Regions from separate parts of the Mus musculus genome. Here regions 1, 2, 3 and 5 are each linked to region 4. Evidence: chromatin contacts called from public HiChIP or PLAC-seq and promoter capture Hi-C data. All regions are on one chromosome and are shown on one strand. Each heading gives the region's core, a stretch centred on a gene start, on an enhancer-like site or on the middle of the called end of the contact. The rest is flanking DNA. Distances are from core to core; before and after follow the strand shown. Region 1 has its middle 23 kb from the start of Nfam1. Region 2 holds the start of Cyb5r3 (cytochrome b5 reductase 3). Region 3 overlaps Nfam1 (Nfat activating molecule with ITAM motif 1). Region 4 holds the start of Septin3 (septin 3). Region 5 holds the start of Tcf20 (transcription factor 20).

Region 1 (2,700 bases), core at 65-2,564, 790 kb after region 4:
AGTTCTTGAGTATGAAAGGCCCCGACTTTGCCGCCTTTCTATGTCTACTGTACTGAGACCCAAAAGAAGGGAAATCGTTTTAGATGTGAGACTGGATTAAAATTCAAGTTCAAAAGCATGCAGGCTGGACCCGGGAGGTGGCAAAAGATGAGAGGCTCCATCCAGGCCATCCTCAGCCACACAGTGAGTTCAAGGTCACCCCAGACTACAGGAGGAGCATTTGTCTCAATAAACGCACACAGAGAGCTAACCAGAACACCACAGCTGTCATCTGTGCTGCTGAGCCTGATCAGGATGCTAAAGACCTCTCAGAAGAACGGGGTCCAGGATAGGCCCAGGATAGCCCCGAGGATGCCTGGGCATTTCTGCCTCTGCCTCTGCCTCTGTTTCATTGTCATATATACAGAAGTATGCACAAGCAGCCCCAAACTGCCCCTGCTGTGCTGAAGATGAAAGCAAGCAATATACTCTACACTACTTTTTTTTTTTTGGTGGTGGTGGTGGGAGGGAGGGGGAGGGGGAGGGGAACAGGAGAAAGGAGGGGGGCTGGGAAGGGAGGGGGCGAAGGATGGAGAAAGAGAAGGGAGGGAGGGTGAGATCCTGTGAAGGACAAAATACTTTCAGGAATCAATTCTCTCCTCCTGTCATGAGGGTGGGCTCATATTTAGGTCCTCTAGCTCGGCATGGGCCGCAAGACCCTTTGTCCATTGAGCCATCTCGCCAGCCCCTAGACCACTGCAGCTTCCCTCTCTCGCTGGCGTCCTCTCTTTCCGTTTTTAAAAGCCATTCTACTTAAGCATCAAGTAGAAATGTAGTTTTGTAAAGGGACCGATCTTCTCTTTCAAGCCAAATGAGGGTGCCCCCCCCCCCATACCCACCCTCCTCTCATCTCACGGCTCGGTTCTTGCTCTAGGGCTCTAGGAGGCCCGATCTGTTCAGCAGCTCTGATTGATAACACAAATCACCCCGGAGGCTCTGAGGAAGGGACTTGGATGTCAGCTGGAGGTGCAGTGGGAGTCACGGCCCTGCCCCCACATCGTTTATTCTTTCACCGCATGGCAAGCTCCGAAGGACCGGAGCAATTCCACCAGCTCTCAGAATTGGCACACCGCGAGCCTCCTCTCCCCGGACCACCGCGCTGCCATAAATAGACACCACGTGGCCTCCTTTTATGATAAGGTTAGGGGGAAACGAGTGCGTGGGGAGAGGCCGGCGGGAGAGTGGCAGCTCCGAGTCACAGGGATAAAGCCTGCGCAGCACTGCTCTTCTTGCCTGGGGCGGGATCAAAAGCGGGAGCCGAGTGGCAGCCGCTGGGCTCCCCAGGCGCTTCCTTTGGTGGTTCCCTGACTCCCAGCAGCGGTTCCTGCCCTCAGCCATCTTCATCACTCCTGCTGGGGCTGCAGGCGCCCTGCCTTGCCAGGCTTTGTGGCTCCCCCGGCTCATTTTCTGATAGAGCTGTCAGTTTTTATTGCTGATAGGAGAAATCATGCTCTCTCTTAGCTGAATGTTAATTGGCCTTTTCCTCTCTCATTCTGTGAGAACATGTAGTCCCCTTGTCTATTCACCCCTCCCCACCCCCCAAAGGTAGAAGCAGCATTCTGGAAAGACAAGGAAGGTGGTTCTTGCTAAATTGCTAATTGTTAATTCAGAGGTTAAGAAAAAGCTAAATGGGGGGCGGGGAGGGCGGAGCTATAACCATACTTCTGAAGTCTCCATGAGCCTAGTGTGGACTATATATATTCTCATTGGCTATAGAGGGCCCAAGAATCAATAGGGGGATGGGTAAAGTCAAATGTGGAGGGGCTAGGCACCAAGCCAGCCCCGGTTGCTGCAGAGATAGAGCCAGAGACACCTGACAAACTGATGGGTCAGTACAGCTGTGACTGTAGCAGCGACAGAGGTAAATAGCCAGTAAAGACAAAGTTAGAAACTCAGCCTTGAGAACAGCCAGGAACTAGCTGGCAGGAGGCTGCAGTAGGGATGTCCCAGTTAGGAAAGGCGGTGCAAGTCATAGATGCCGCAAAACAGGGCAGTGAACTGGAGACGTTTGATATGACAGCCCAGCACAGGGTTGTTGCCCTACAATTCTCTTGTACTTAAAAAGTAAACTGGTGGGCTGGAGAGATGGCGCCGGGGTTAAGAATGCGGGGTGTTCTTAACAGAAGACCGTTTGATTCCCGGCACCCACATGGCTCCCAGCCACCTGTAACTCCCATTTCAGGGGCTCTGACGCCCTCTTCTGGCCTCTGTTAGCACTGCATGCATGTAACGCATAAACATACATGCAGGCAAAATACCCATACACATAATTTTTTTTAATTAAGTGAACAAACCAGGGGGCAGCAATACCTGTAATCCCATCATTTTGGAGACTGAGACTGAGTGACAAGTCTGAGACCAGTGTGACTCCCCTTCTCATAAAGGAAAGGAAGAGGGAGCCGGGAATAGCCTTATGAAGATTTAACTGTAAAACGTGACTACTTAAAGTATACAATTTAATTTTTTTTTAAGTACATTTACAAAGCTGTGTGCCCACAGCCAACTCCAGAACATTCTACAGGGAAGTTTTCTGAGAACAGCTTTGATAAGGACGGGGCATGATGAAATGGCAACAATGTCTCTTGTCAGTTTGTCAGCAGAGCCCAGCGAGGCTGGAGAGTGAGGGGGAGTGAGCCAAGGACAGGAGATGTAGCACAGCAG
Region 2 (2,700 bases), core at 30-2,529, 900 kb after region 4:
GTCACTCTGGGGTTTGTTTTGTTTTTTTTTGCCTTGGGCCAGAATGCTCCTTAGATGGTCCATACTGGACTGGTCACTCTCGCAAGAGCAAATGCCATGGCAAGAAGGCTGTCTTCACTAGGAGCCCTGAATCTTGCAGAGAGGAGAGAGGGCACCCTCCAAGACAGGCGCTGGCCTATTCTTGTCATACCCAAAGAGCTGGACACCTCAAGGGTATGTTTGTGTAACTGAGACTGGTCACAGTTCACATGGATGCTCTTAAGAAATCAGGGAGGAGCTGGACGGTGGTGGCCCACACCTTTAATCTGGCACTGGAGAGGCAGAGGCAAGTGGATCTCTGTGAGTTTGAGGGCAGCCTGGTCTACAGTGCATTCCAGGGCTACATTGAGAAACCCTGTCTCAAAAAAGAAAAAAAAAAAGAAAAAAAAGGAAATGAGGAGAGTGAGCTCTAGGATTGTGGAAGGGGCCTTGGTCGATCCAGTAACAGTGAGAGAGCAGATTTATAGACGTTAGACGGTCCCAGCATCCTCAGTGCCCTGGGCTGATGGCCAAGTCTAAGTGACACTTCTTTAGTGACAGTGCAGCTCTGTGAGTAACAAGAATGGCCAGGGCTTTTCTAGGTGACAGCTGGAAAGATCCTGGCCAACTACTGCCTTGTTTATGGCAAGAAGATGCACCCAACCCCTGTAGGGACACCCTACACATTTCTCCCATACACACACGCACCCCAAAGTACTCTTCCTGCCAGCTCACTCGTGTCCACTATTCAGGCCTGCATGTCTTCACACCCACACTCTCATTTCTCACACACGCCGCTGTCGGTTCCTCCACGCACACACCAGTGCACCTACGGTTCACACTTCACGTTCCCATTTACAAAAACCCTCGCACCTTTCACATCCCCCACGGGCGCAGGCACTTCAACTTTCTCACACTCACAAGTCACGCCCACTCAGGCGGGCGCGCACGTCACTCATTCCCTATTCTCATTCGCGCACACCCAACAGGGTCCTCAATGTCCACCCCGCGCTCGGGGCTCCCCCTTGGCCTGAGGCCGGGCCAGAGTGGCGCGGCCACTAGCCAGGGCGTGAGTCACGGTCTGCAAGGGGCCGGGTGGGGCGCGGGGCTCGTGAACCGGTGCTGGGCGCCCCGGATCGTACGGTATCCCCACGGTGCAAGCCTGGGGACCCCAGACCCATGCCGCCTACCGTGCTCAGCTGGGCCCCCATGGTGGCGAAGAAGAGACGGTGGCCTCACGCACGGTTCTACACCCGCTACTCAGCCGGCCGCTCCCCCAACAACCCGCCTCGGTCTCAACACCTCGGAGGCGGGGACGCCCTGCGGAGCCAGTCAGGAGCGCGGAGGTGGGCGGATAGGGGGCGGAGACTCCCAGTGTCCCCGCCCACTTCCGCTTGTGAAGACGGGAGTGCGCGCTGAGTGGCTGACGGCGCTGCACGGAAGAGGCTCGGCGAGAGACTGGCTACTGTGGCGCCTCTGTGTGGCTTCGGGAGGTAGCTTGTGGCTTCTGGGCCTGTTTTGTCCTGGTGAAGAGAACAAGATGTCGCCCCCGTGATGGGCTCTCAAATCCTGAGCCTTCGGTCCTGGGAGCCTGCCGGAGCTGATTGTGCTGGCCAGGGCTCTACCCGCTCACGGGGCGTGTTGCCAACACCGCTGGCTACAGAGTTCAGGCTACAGCCCTGCCCTGCCCCATTTTCAAGCCTGCGAACCAGTCGTTCCTTCCTGAACAAATCTCCAAACGTACTGAGGCCAGTTCCGGATTAAAGTTCAGGTGTCACCTCTTTAGCTAGGCCAGCTCTGGCCCTGTGCTCCCTCCAAGGGACGCCACTAGTGCAGAACGGTCTTTGTAGCGCTTCAGTTATCCTGCCTGTTTATTCACGATGCTCTGCGCCCACGTACCCATTCCACTAGATGGTGGGGCTTCCCCAAGCCAGGAGTCTGCAGTCAGTTCTCTGTGTACCCGGACCTCAGAACAGAGCCTATCACATACTCTATAAACACTCGTATGTCCCTGGCATTCCGGAGTTTTCTTCAACCTGGTCCTGGCCAGATAGGGAATGGAAGACTGCTCTGAGAGCGGCAGAGTGAGGAAGAGACTTGCTGCCTAAAAATTGAGAACTATTAACCAAACTCTTCAATACCGGAACACTTGATGACCCAAGCGTTCAATACCGGAAGAGGCAGGTGGATCTGTGAGTGTTCCAGGCTACACGGTGAGACTGCTAGTTACTTTTCTGTTGCTGTGGTAAAACACCATGACCGAAGGCAACTTTAGGGAAGATGGAGTTTATTGTGTCTCACAGTTCCAGGAGGATAAGAGCCCATTATAGCTGGAAGGCATGGCCGGCCACAAGCAGCAGGAAAACCTGGCTCGGGGAGAAGGATGCTGAGAGATAACACTGTACCTTAAGTGGGAACCTGAGAGAGAGCTGGAAGTGGGGCCAGGCTATAGGCTCTCAAAGCCACCCCAGGCACATTTCTTCATCCAGCAAGACCACACACCTCCGTACCTCCCCACAAACCATCACAAATTGGGGACTAAACGTTCAAATACACGTGCCTATGAGGGCCATTTCTTATTCAAACCACCACAGAGACCCTGTCTCAAATAAATAAATAAGGAGCAATGGTCAGCACATCTGTGATTCCAGAATTTGGATAGTGGAGGCAAGGGTTCAAGGT
Region 3 (2,700 bases), core at 62-2,561, 740 kb after region 4:
CAGAGAACTCACTTCTTTTAACAGCCAATAAGATAGACAAAGAAAATCAATAGGGATCGACAAGGGTACAGAATATTTTAGCAACATGATCAGCAAACTGGCTCTCATGGACGTATAAGGGATCCTCACTGGAAACGGATAAAACGGATGTTTCCCAAGTATGCGCAGAGCATCAGGGAAAACAACCAACAAGTCAGAGTTCAGAAAAGTCCGAATATATGTACATACAAATGATAGTCAGAGATAAGGAAGACTATAGAACAATAAATCGAGGGCCAAGTGAAACGGCTGAGGAGAGAAAATACAGGAGCCAATCACTGAGCCTGAGGCGCTCAGTCAGACCCCAAAGCCCACAGAGTGGGAGAGATCCAACTTCCATAAGTTTTCCCCTGCCCTCCCCAAATGCCCTTTGGGGCAAGCACACACTCTCCCTAAGACTAATCTCCCTAAGACAAAAAGTTAATATATTTTTAAAAGAGTTGTTTATTTTTATGTGCCTTGGCATTTTGCCTGCATGTATCTCTGTACGAGGGTGCCAGATCCTCTGCAACTGGAGTTGCAGACAGCTGCAGTGAGCTGCCTTGCAAGTGCTGCAAATCGAACCCAGGTCCTCTGGAAGAGCAGCCGGCACCCTTAACTGCCACCTTGCCAGGCCTCAGACAAGTGTTTTTTTAACTAAGCAAATTATTAAAAAACAAAACAGAACACTAGTGAAACAATTAAAAATTCTCTGTGGAGTCAGGGGAGAGGCCCATGCCTTTAATCCCAGCACTCAGGAGGCAGAGGCAGGTGGATTTCTGAGTTTGAGGCCAGCCTGGTCTACAAAGTGAGTTCTAGGACAGCCAGGGCTACACAGAGAAACCCTATCTCGAAACCCTCACCCCCCCCAAAAAATCAAATAGATCATTTTTTTCTTAATTGTGCCGTTCTAAAGTTTTTGAAGTACAGTTGGACAGTAAAGTTCAAGCTTGTGATTCCAGTACTCTAGAGGTGGAGACGAGAGGGTTAGGAGTTCAAGGTCAGCCTGGGCAACAGGTGTTCAAACAAAAACCTCAAAATAAAAGCAGTATCAGGACTGAGGGTGCTGATCAGTGGTGCGGCACTTCCTCCTTGCCTAGCGTGTACAAGACCTTGGAATTTATTCTCAGAAGAGAGAGAAAATGGAGAGGGGAGGGAGGGAGGGGGAGGGAGAGATTGATTGAAAGAGAGAGATTGATTTTCACGTGTAGCAGCTAACACCATCATCTCTCATAGCGTTGAGGTTGAGTCACTGGGAAGGAAGAGAGAATGTGGGGGAGTCTGGGGTGGCATACGCTGCAACAGCTGGCGGGAAGTCCCCGGGGAGGAGCAACTGAGGGCCCTTTGAGAACTGTCCTGTTCTTAGAGCTGTCAATGCTGCCCCCAGAGAAACATTCCTTGGCCTCATTGCCACCCACCCCACCCTCGGTGAACATAGCCGAATTCTGATCTTGCTCTGGGTGGGGTTTTGTGGCGAGATCTCTCGTGATGACTGGCAAGCACCTTCAGACTATGGACTTGGCTACCCAACAGGCCAGGCCTAGAGCCAGGAGCCTGGCGGTTATGGCTGACAGTGGAAGCAAAGCCTTCCCTTTCTCTACATTGAAGGTACACTACTCACAAACTGTAAGCAACACAGCGCACAGGGACAGTCTTTTGTCCAGGTGACCAGGCAGCCACAGCCTCTTCAGGCCCTTCCCCTGTAACTGTGAGAACTGTATAGCTGTGTAGGGGGTGGGGGTGGAGAATACATGTGACACGCACAATCCCGTGTGGAGTGCTGCTGTGACAGAGGGGTAAATGAGGAAGGGAGTGGGTGGATGAGCAAAAACCCAAGGGTGTGGCACGGCGCCTGGCCCTTTCCTCTTTTCGTGACTTTTCCTGTTTCTGCTTCAAGGTAGCTTGTGCAATAGAAGGAGGAAGAGACTTGCATGCTGGGTTGGAGGATAATCTGGTCAGATGAAGGAAGTTTCTTCATCCTTGCCAGCATTTGCTTGGCTGCCTCATGTTCCTGAAGGGGCCCACACATCGCCTCTCCTTTCACCTTTGTAGCAATATCTAATTTGGTTAGATGTTGGAAACACACCCCTTTAATCCCAGCATTCTGGAGGCAGAGGCAGGCGGATTTCTGAGGTGGGTCTGGTCTTCAAAGTGAGTTCTGGAACAACCAGACACAGAGAAATCCAGTCTGAGGGAAAAAAAAGCAACAACAACAAAACACACACACAGACAGACAGAGAGACAGAGATAGACAAATACAGACAGACAGAGACACACAGAGAGATACACAGAGAGACCGAGCGAGACAGAGAGGCAGACAGAGAGTCAGAGACAGAGAGAGACAGAAAGATATCTAATCTGTAGAATTATTGTGTCCATTTTGCAGATTAGGAGCTTGAGACACAAAAATACCTCACAGCTAGTCAGGTGCCGGGTCAAGTCTGAGAGAGGCAGAAGGACCCTGGGACTCACCGTGTAGACAGATTCTGCTGGAGGCTTTGTGGTTCCGACGGTGGATTTGAGACCAGAACAAGTCTTAGCAGTGTGCTTGCCCAGAACTGATATCTGTTTCTGTGGGGAGAAGGGAGTCAAGGCTGTCAAGGCTGAGGAGAAATAGCTCTCCCTTCTCCCTCCCTTACAGACCCCAGCAGGCGGGAAGCATTGTCAATTGTCACGGGGCCG
Region 4 (2,700 bases), core at 45-2,544:
TACCTCATTAATATGCAAATTTGCCTTTGTCTTTAACAAATGGTAAACTTTTACGTGTACCAAAGAATTATTTTAAAATAAATTTCTTTTTTTCAAATTAATGTTATCTATTTGGTGTTATTCTGTTTTGTTGTTTCTGTGGCTCTGGGGACTGAACTCAGAGTTTTATGCACGTCAGCCGGGAGCTCTGTCACTATACCAATCCCCAGGCAAAATGGATCAATTCCTTTGAATTATTCTCAGTAAGTACTCGATGTATAGGACTGTATTCTATACCTATATACATGACGCTGAGTACAAATGTCTCGGCTACAGCGGCTGCAGATAGAAAAAATGACAAGAGGTTTGCTCAGAGATGGTCAGTCAACCCTGGAGGGAAAGGAGGCAGACCAGCAGGCGAAAGACAGAGATGGATGGGACGCGGGTCTTGCTCTGAAAGGAGGGAGGCGGGGTGGATTCTAGATCTTCAGGCTGGAAGAAATCACTTCAGGGCATCTAATCTCTAACTGAGAAGACAGCTGAGAACTAGGAGGGTTTTGTTATTGTTGTTAGGTTTGGTTTTTTTGTTTGCTTGTTTTTTTCCGGGACAGGATTTCTGTGTAAAGCCCTGGCTGTTCTGGAACTTACTGATACCGGCCTCTACCTCCTAGTGCTGGGATTAAAAGTGTGTGCCACCACCTCCTGGCCTATTGGACAGGAGTCTTATAATGAGTGGTCAGGCAAGGAGAACCCAGGGCCCCTGACTTCAGCCCCACCCAGCTGCTTGATCTCCAGGAGGTAATAAGGCAGTGTAGGCCCTACAGAGCCGGCTCCCCAGGGTGTCCAGGCTGATTTTGCCACCTCTTTCTTTTCTCAGGGCCTCAAAACATGTAGGGAGGGGAAAGAACTCAGACAGCGCCCCTCCCCCTCCACTGTGATTGCTTGCAGGTTGCCTGGTAACCAGGGCATAGCCAGCTATGGCAACCTAAGGCTCAGAGGGATGAGAATGGGATGAGAAGAGAAGAGGATCCTGGGCCCACACGTTCATCATTCAGTCACTGTGAGAAACATGCTGAGTGATTCTTGTTAGGCCCTGGGACCCAGAGAAGGATAAGATCTGCGTCTTTCAGGACTTTGCTGTCCAATATGGTAGATGGACATTCAAATGAAATAAAATTGAAAAAAAAAATCCAGGTCCTTGGTCATCATAGAATAGTGGTAAGTGCTCGGGAGCCGCCTGTGGCTGGTGGCTATTTTATTGGACAGTGGACACATAGAACATTTCCATTATCACAGAAAGTTCTATTGGCCGGCCAGAAGCTCACTCGCCAAGGCGAGCAGCTCACAGGAAAGCAGGCCAGAGCCCCCAGTGTTGTGGGGTATGGCAGAAAGGAAGTGGCAAGATGATGGGTCGAGGACATGCCAAGAGAACGTTGGGCTTGGCTCCTGGCTCAGAGTGAGTGTTTAGGGCACGTCTGTGGCCTGCACTCTGTGGCTGAGATGCTGTGCCCATCTGCTTACGGGCCTGGCTTTGGCAGAAGACTCTGAGTTTCTCCAGCCTGGCTCAGTCCCTGGCACAGAGTAAGTACCCAGCCAATGGCGTCTCTTCCCACCACGGTCCTTCTCATACTATCATGTGACAGAGCAGCCTGGTGCTGGGGAACCCAGGAAAAGGTTCTTAGCCCAGTGGCCACAGGCTGCTGAGGATCTGCCTCACCAGAGACAGCTGGGGTAGGTCTGTGGATTTCTTTGAGGTCTGGCCCGGGGCTGGCTAGCTTCATACCCCGAGTCTTACTTAGCAGAGGATCTGTCTGAAGCAGGATGGGTCTCAGAGAATGGATTTGAAGGGTACAGTTGTATACACAGAAATCCCAACATGAAGCACAACCGCAGGAGCATGGACACAGATGGCCCTGGGGTCAGCAAAGTCTTAGGTGGTTGCAGAGGGAAAGTGGGAGGGCATGAGACAAACAGGGACATCACCGTTGGAGTAGCTCAGTTCTCTCTTACTGGTGACACTTCTCAAGGGTCCAGTCTTGGAGACAAGGACACATGGGTTATGTGCCATCCCCTCCCTAGGTGGCTCTGCGCGTATAGGGCAGCTCAGCTGGCTGACGCCCATAGCTCTGTAGGATTCCAGAGACTCAGAGCAGCCATTCACTGCCACCCACTCTCAAGAGGCCAGAGCCTCCCTGCCCGGAGCCCAGTCCAGCGAGAGGGACAGGTCAGGGGAGAACTGGGCCCTCAGCTAGTGGACTATGATCAGGAGGCTTAGTGAAAGCTCAAGAGAGGACCCAGAGAAGAGAGGTCTCTGAGCCCGGCCACATGGCTAGCCTCTGGGTGCAGAGGAGTGGGTGGGGTCTGCAAGAGGTCAGCTTCCTTGACTGAAAACCACCGGCTTCTTTTCTGTCTTCTGATCCAGGTAGGTGTGCCTGCCTGTTTGTGTGTGTGTGTGTGTGTGTGTGTGTGTGTGGGTATGTGGGGAGGGTAGAACCAAGGTGTTCACAGGACACGGGGCTCACTGAGGAGGCAAGGATCTAGTGACACAAGAACAAGGTGACCTCAGGAGTTCTGGTCCTTGGGTCTGTGGCTAAGCGAAGGGTGAACACGGTGTGCCCAGGTGCATGTGGTGGGAACAGTGGGCAAGAGAGGTCAGGGCGGCAGGGATATGCCTAATGGAGAAGAGGCAGAGAGGCTGGACAGTTGAGAGAAATACATGGC
Region 5 (2,700 bases), core at 86-2,585, 640 kb after region 4:
TCTCTGGTCACTTGCAGTAAGCAGCTGTGGGCAGAAGCAGCCTTCAGAGATCTCAGGCCACCTAGGCTAAGGGAGGAACTAAGTGTGACTCTGGCCTGGGGCAGGGGGCCAAAGAGCAAAACAGATGACCTGGGGCAAAGACTTGGAGGCAGGGGAGGTGCCTGAGCCTCCTATGGAATGAGGAGGGACTGGAAAAACTAGGGAAGAGGGGACTCCTCCCGCCATGCCGGCCTGTCTATCTCCAGCTCTTCACTGTAAAATAAATGGAAGAAGCACACACCAGACAAAAAAAAAAGGGAGGAACAAATAAAATCCCAAAACCGCCGCCCACCTTGGTGGGTCTGGGCCAAGGCCTTGGCCTGGGTCACTTGCCTCTGCTTTTCCCAGGAAACCACTGGTGCCAAATTTGCATTTACCACAAACAGAGACAACACAATGTCATAATCCTTCTCCTGTCATTCTCCCCTCTCTGCCTCCTCCCACCTCAGACACACACGCTAACACAAAATGACGGCTCCCTCGATAGACTGAATGAGCGAAGCTCTGGATCTGCCTCCTAATTGTTGGCGTTTCTCCTCGGCCTGTGCTCTATCTATGCCCGTCGCCCAACTCGCAGCAGACCACCCACTGCCCCCTCCTTTGTCCCGCATTACCACTGACAAATGGCCTGCTGGAGGTGGAAGAATATGTCAGGAAATAATAGGGGGAGTCAGCCCCTGCCCCCTCCTAAAGCTTTCTGCACCTCACTGCTGGGGTCCCGGCCACAGAGGGCGGCTGGACCAGAGGGGACAGAGACAGTAACAAGGATCTGGCCCCTGAGATCCTGACCCGGGGCCTTGCCCTTCACGCCCCTGCTGCTGCGGCTGCACTCGACCAACAGCCCCGACCACCCCTCCTCTCGCGGCCGCCCTCCTGGGCACTGCTCTGAGCATCCCCCGCGCTCCCCTCCCTCCATCGCTCTTTATGGCAGTTTCAAAGCTGCAGCCGCCACTCGAGCAGCTGCGGCCTTTGATGGGGACAAGGCAGTGAAGGCCGCCCAGGAGGCCTCTGCCTGGACTGTCCCTGGCCCGGTGGCCCCTGCACGCCCCCGGGGAGCCTGGGGCAGGCGCGGCGCAGCGCCCAGCGGGCACGCCTCACACGCCAGAGCAAACTTTCGCGACCGTGGGAGAGGCCCCGCGCACCGTTACCTTTGCAGCTGCATCCTCCCCTGGCACTTGCCCCCAAACCCCTTGACAGCCCACAGCATGCAGGCCGGCAGGAAAACAACCCCCCGCGGAGGCAGGGAGGAAGGGAAAGCGAGAAACCGGGAAGAAAAAGGAAAGGGGGCAGTTTCTCCTCTCAGTCTCAGCCTCTTCACAGCTCCTCCTGCCCAAGCAAGCAAGTGAAGTCACAGGGCCGGGGCGGTGACATCAGCTGAGCCTCTGACATCACGGCCCCTGCCGGATCACACCTCTGCAGGGTGGAGATGGAGGAGCAGCAGGGAGGAGGAATGGGTGAGGGAGAGGAGTACCAGATCCCTCCTTCGCCCTTAACTGCAGAGAGCTAGTGCCAGTGTTGGGGGGGGGGGGGGTAAGGGGAGGGGCGTGTGGCTCATCTCTAAAGAATACGTTTTATCTCTATAGATAGGGGCGATTATGTGTCTATTTATAATTGGCCCCAGAGTGGATGGCTTAAAAAGAGCCAATGCCCACCGCAGGTGGGGAATCAAAGCTTAGATCAAGGGCTGAAGGTAAGAATGCCTACTTACTCACAGTATGGCTACTGTGCACTGGTGACTGGCATCTGCACCTGGATAGTGCTCACAAAGGCCAAAGAGGATTCCATTGTACCTGGTGAGCTCAGAGAGGGGAGAACCTTCCTGAGACTACACAGCAGGAAGACAGCCACACTTGGGAGCCAGGAGTCACTAAGGAGGCAGAGAGGGCTAGCACAGAGGCTGGAGAGCCAGCTGGGCAGCCTTTAGCATCTTGAGATTTCCCAGGCTATTGGGGGGTGGCAGGCATACCTAGGACAACACACACTCACACAAAGTGGGCGTCAGTAGCAGGAGAGAGCAGTTCCAAGCTCCCCAGTCAGGGATGGCAGCAGAAGGGAGGTTGTCCTCCAACTGCACCTCTGCCTCTTACTGTCCAAGTAGGTGGACTAGCTCCGAGCAATTAAGCCCCTACTATGTACAGACCTACTACTAGGTAAATCACAGTCCCTCTATTCAACCCCATGACAATGCCTGAGAAGTAAGTACCCTTCTTCACATTCAGAAAGGAAGACTAAGGGCCAGAAAGTGGCCCCCAGGGGCTCCAGCCCCTGGTACAGGGAACCACAGTCCTGTCTCTGGCTTACAGCGTCATGGACATCATGTCATCATCGTGAACCTCCCGCTTAGGCAAGCCTTAGCCTACTGAGGCCTCCACTGTCCAAATGTCTACTTCTGCTCCTTTTTGGCAGTAGCCCCAATAGAACCCTGCAGGCCCGGTCCACCAACTCCAGAACAGCTCCATACCCTGTGCCACAGGACATCTGGGATGCCTGCTGGGTACTCTCGGCACACATAGGCATCTGAGCTTCTTTGATGATGTTTGGTGACAGCCTACTGAGTGTCAGGTCCCAAGCCCCAATTACCTTCTTCTTAACATCTAAAAACTATTTCCATTCCTCCTGACATTTCTCGAATCCTGGAACCAGTGTGCCTGCTGTGTTCAC

Evidence for each region. Promoter capture Hi-C pulls out the DNA fragments that hold promoters and counts their contacts. HiChIP or PLAC-seq counts read pairs in DNA pulled down with a chosen protein or histone mark.
Region 1: an H3K4me3 HiChIP or PLAC-seq map of forebrain shows a contact between it and region 4, with 5 times the contacts expected there. The contact joins the enhancer-like site here to the promoter of Septin3 in region 4. A contact is called at or near these places in 20 of 39 promoter capture datasets (the 3T3-L1 cell line, the C10 cell line, the HPC-7 cell line and 11 more), 2 of 15 datasets of contacts at CTCF or cohesin (embryonic stem cells and large pre-B cells), 43 of 484 Hi-C or Micro-C datasets (B cells, the G1E-ER4 cell line, the HPC-7 cell line and 10 more), 15 of 115 datasets of contacts at active chromatin or transcription factors (craniofacial prominence, differentiating embryonic stem cells, embryonic forebrain and 6 more) and 1 of 9 other capture datasets (embryonic stem cells).
Region 2: a contact with region 4 is called in a promoter capture Hi-C map of the HPC-7 cell line, with 7 times the contacts expected there. The contact joins the promoter of Cyb5r3 here to the promoter of Septin3 in region 4. A contact is called at or near these places in 8 of 39 promoter capture datasets (the C10 cell line, the HPC-7 cell line, cranial neural crest and 5 more), 5 of 115 datasets of contacts at active chromatin or transcription factors (embryonic forebrain, embryonic hindbrain, embryonic stem cells and 2 more) and 1 of 9 other capture datasets (embryonic stem cells).
Region 3: a promoter capture Hi-C map of hematopoietic stem and progenitor cells shows a contact between it and region 4, with 3 times the contacts expected there. The contact joins the enhancer-like site here to the promoter of Septin3 in region 4. A contact is called at or near these places in 8 of 39 promoter capture datasets (3T3-L1-derived adipocytes, embryonic stem cells, hematopoietic stem and progenitor cells and 5 more), 4 of 115 datasets of contacts at active chromatin or transcription factors (embryonic forebrain, embryonic stem cells, neural tube and 1 more) and 1 of 9 other capture datasets (embryonic stem cells).
Region 5: a promoter capture Hi-C map of embryonic stem cells shows a contact between it and region 4, with 5 times the contacts expected there. The contact joins the promoter of Tcf20 here to the promoter of Septin3 in region 4. A contact is called at or near these places in 11 of 39 promoter capture datasets (3T3-L1-derived adipocytes, the C10 cell line, the HPC-7 cell line and 8 more), 4 of 484 Hi-C or Micro-C datasets (the G1E-ER4 cell line, the HPC-7 cell line, cerebellum and 1 more), 10 of 115 datasets of contacts at active chromatin or transcription factors (astrocytes, differentiating embryonic stem cells, embryonic forebrain and 3 more) and 1 of 9 other capture datasets (embryonic stem cells).

Annotation. Positions count from the first base shown.
Region 1 is chr15:83,055,512-83,058,211 of GRCm38.p6, forward strand. No RefSeq gene overlaps it. Among named protein-coding and RNA genes, the nearest start is that of Nfam1, 23 kb to the left of the region's middle. Within about 2 kb of position 1,315, at least 89 of the 459 cell types and tissues checked have an H3K27ac peak or open chromatin away from gene starts, as enhancers often do. A contact at or near this core is called in cortical neurons, differentiating embryonic stem cells, embryonic forebrain and 4 more, where this site is marked.
Region 2 is chr15:83,170,904-83,173,603 of GRCm38.p6, forward strand. It overlaps Cyb5r3 (cytochrome b5 reductase 3), which reads right to left and starts at 1,280. Exons shown (of 9, transcript NM_029787.3): 1 at 1,209-1,280. The coding sequence starts at 1,229.
Region 3 is chr15:83,007,885-83,010,584 of GRCm38.p6, forward strand. It overlaps Nfam1 (Nfat activating molecule with ITAM motif 1), which reads right to left. Exons shown (of 6, transcript NM_001271411.1): 4 at 2,491-2,589. Among named protein-coding and RNA genes, the nearest start is that of Gm32620, 24 kb to the right of the region's middle. Within about 2 kb of position 1,312, at least 137 of the 459 cell types and tissues checked have an H3K27ac peak or open chromatin away from gene starts, as enhancers often do. A contact at or near this core is called in hematopoietic stem and progenitor cells, where this site is marked.
Region 4 is chr15:82,267,508-82,270,207 of GRCm38.p6, forward strand. Septin3 (septin 3) reads left to right here and starts at 1,295. Exons shown (of 12, transcript NM_001368785.1): 1 at 1,295-1,560. The region is part of intron 2 of Gm52180 (a long non-coding RNA gene); the gene reads right to left.
Region 5 is chr15:82,910,799-82,913,498 of GRCm38.p6, forward strand. It overlaps Tcf20 (transcription factor 20), which reads right to left and starts at 1,336. Exons shown (of 5, transcript NM_013836.3): 1 at 1,188-1,336.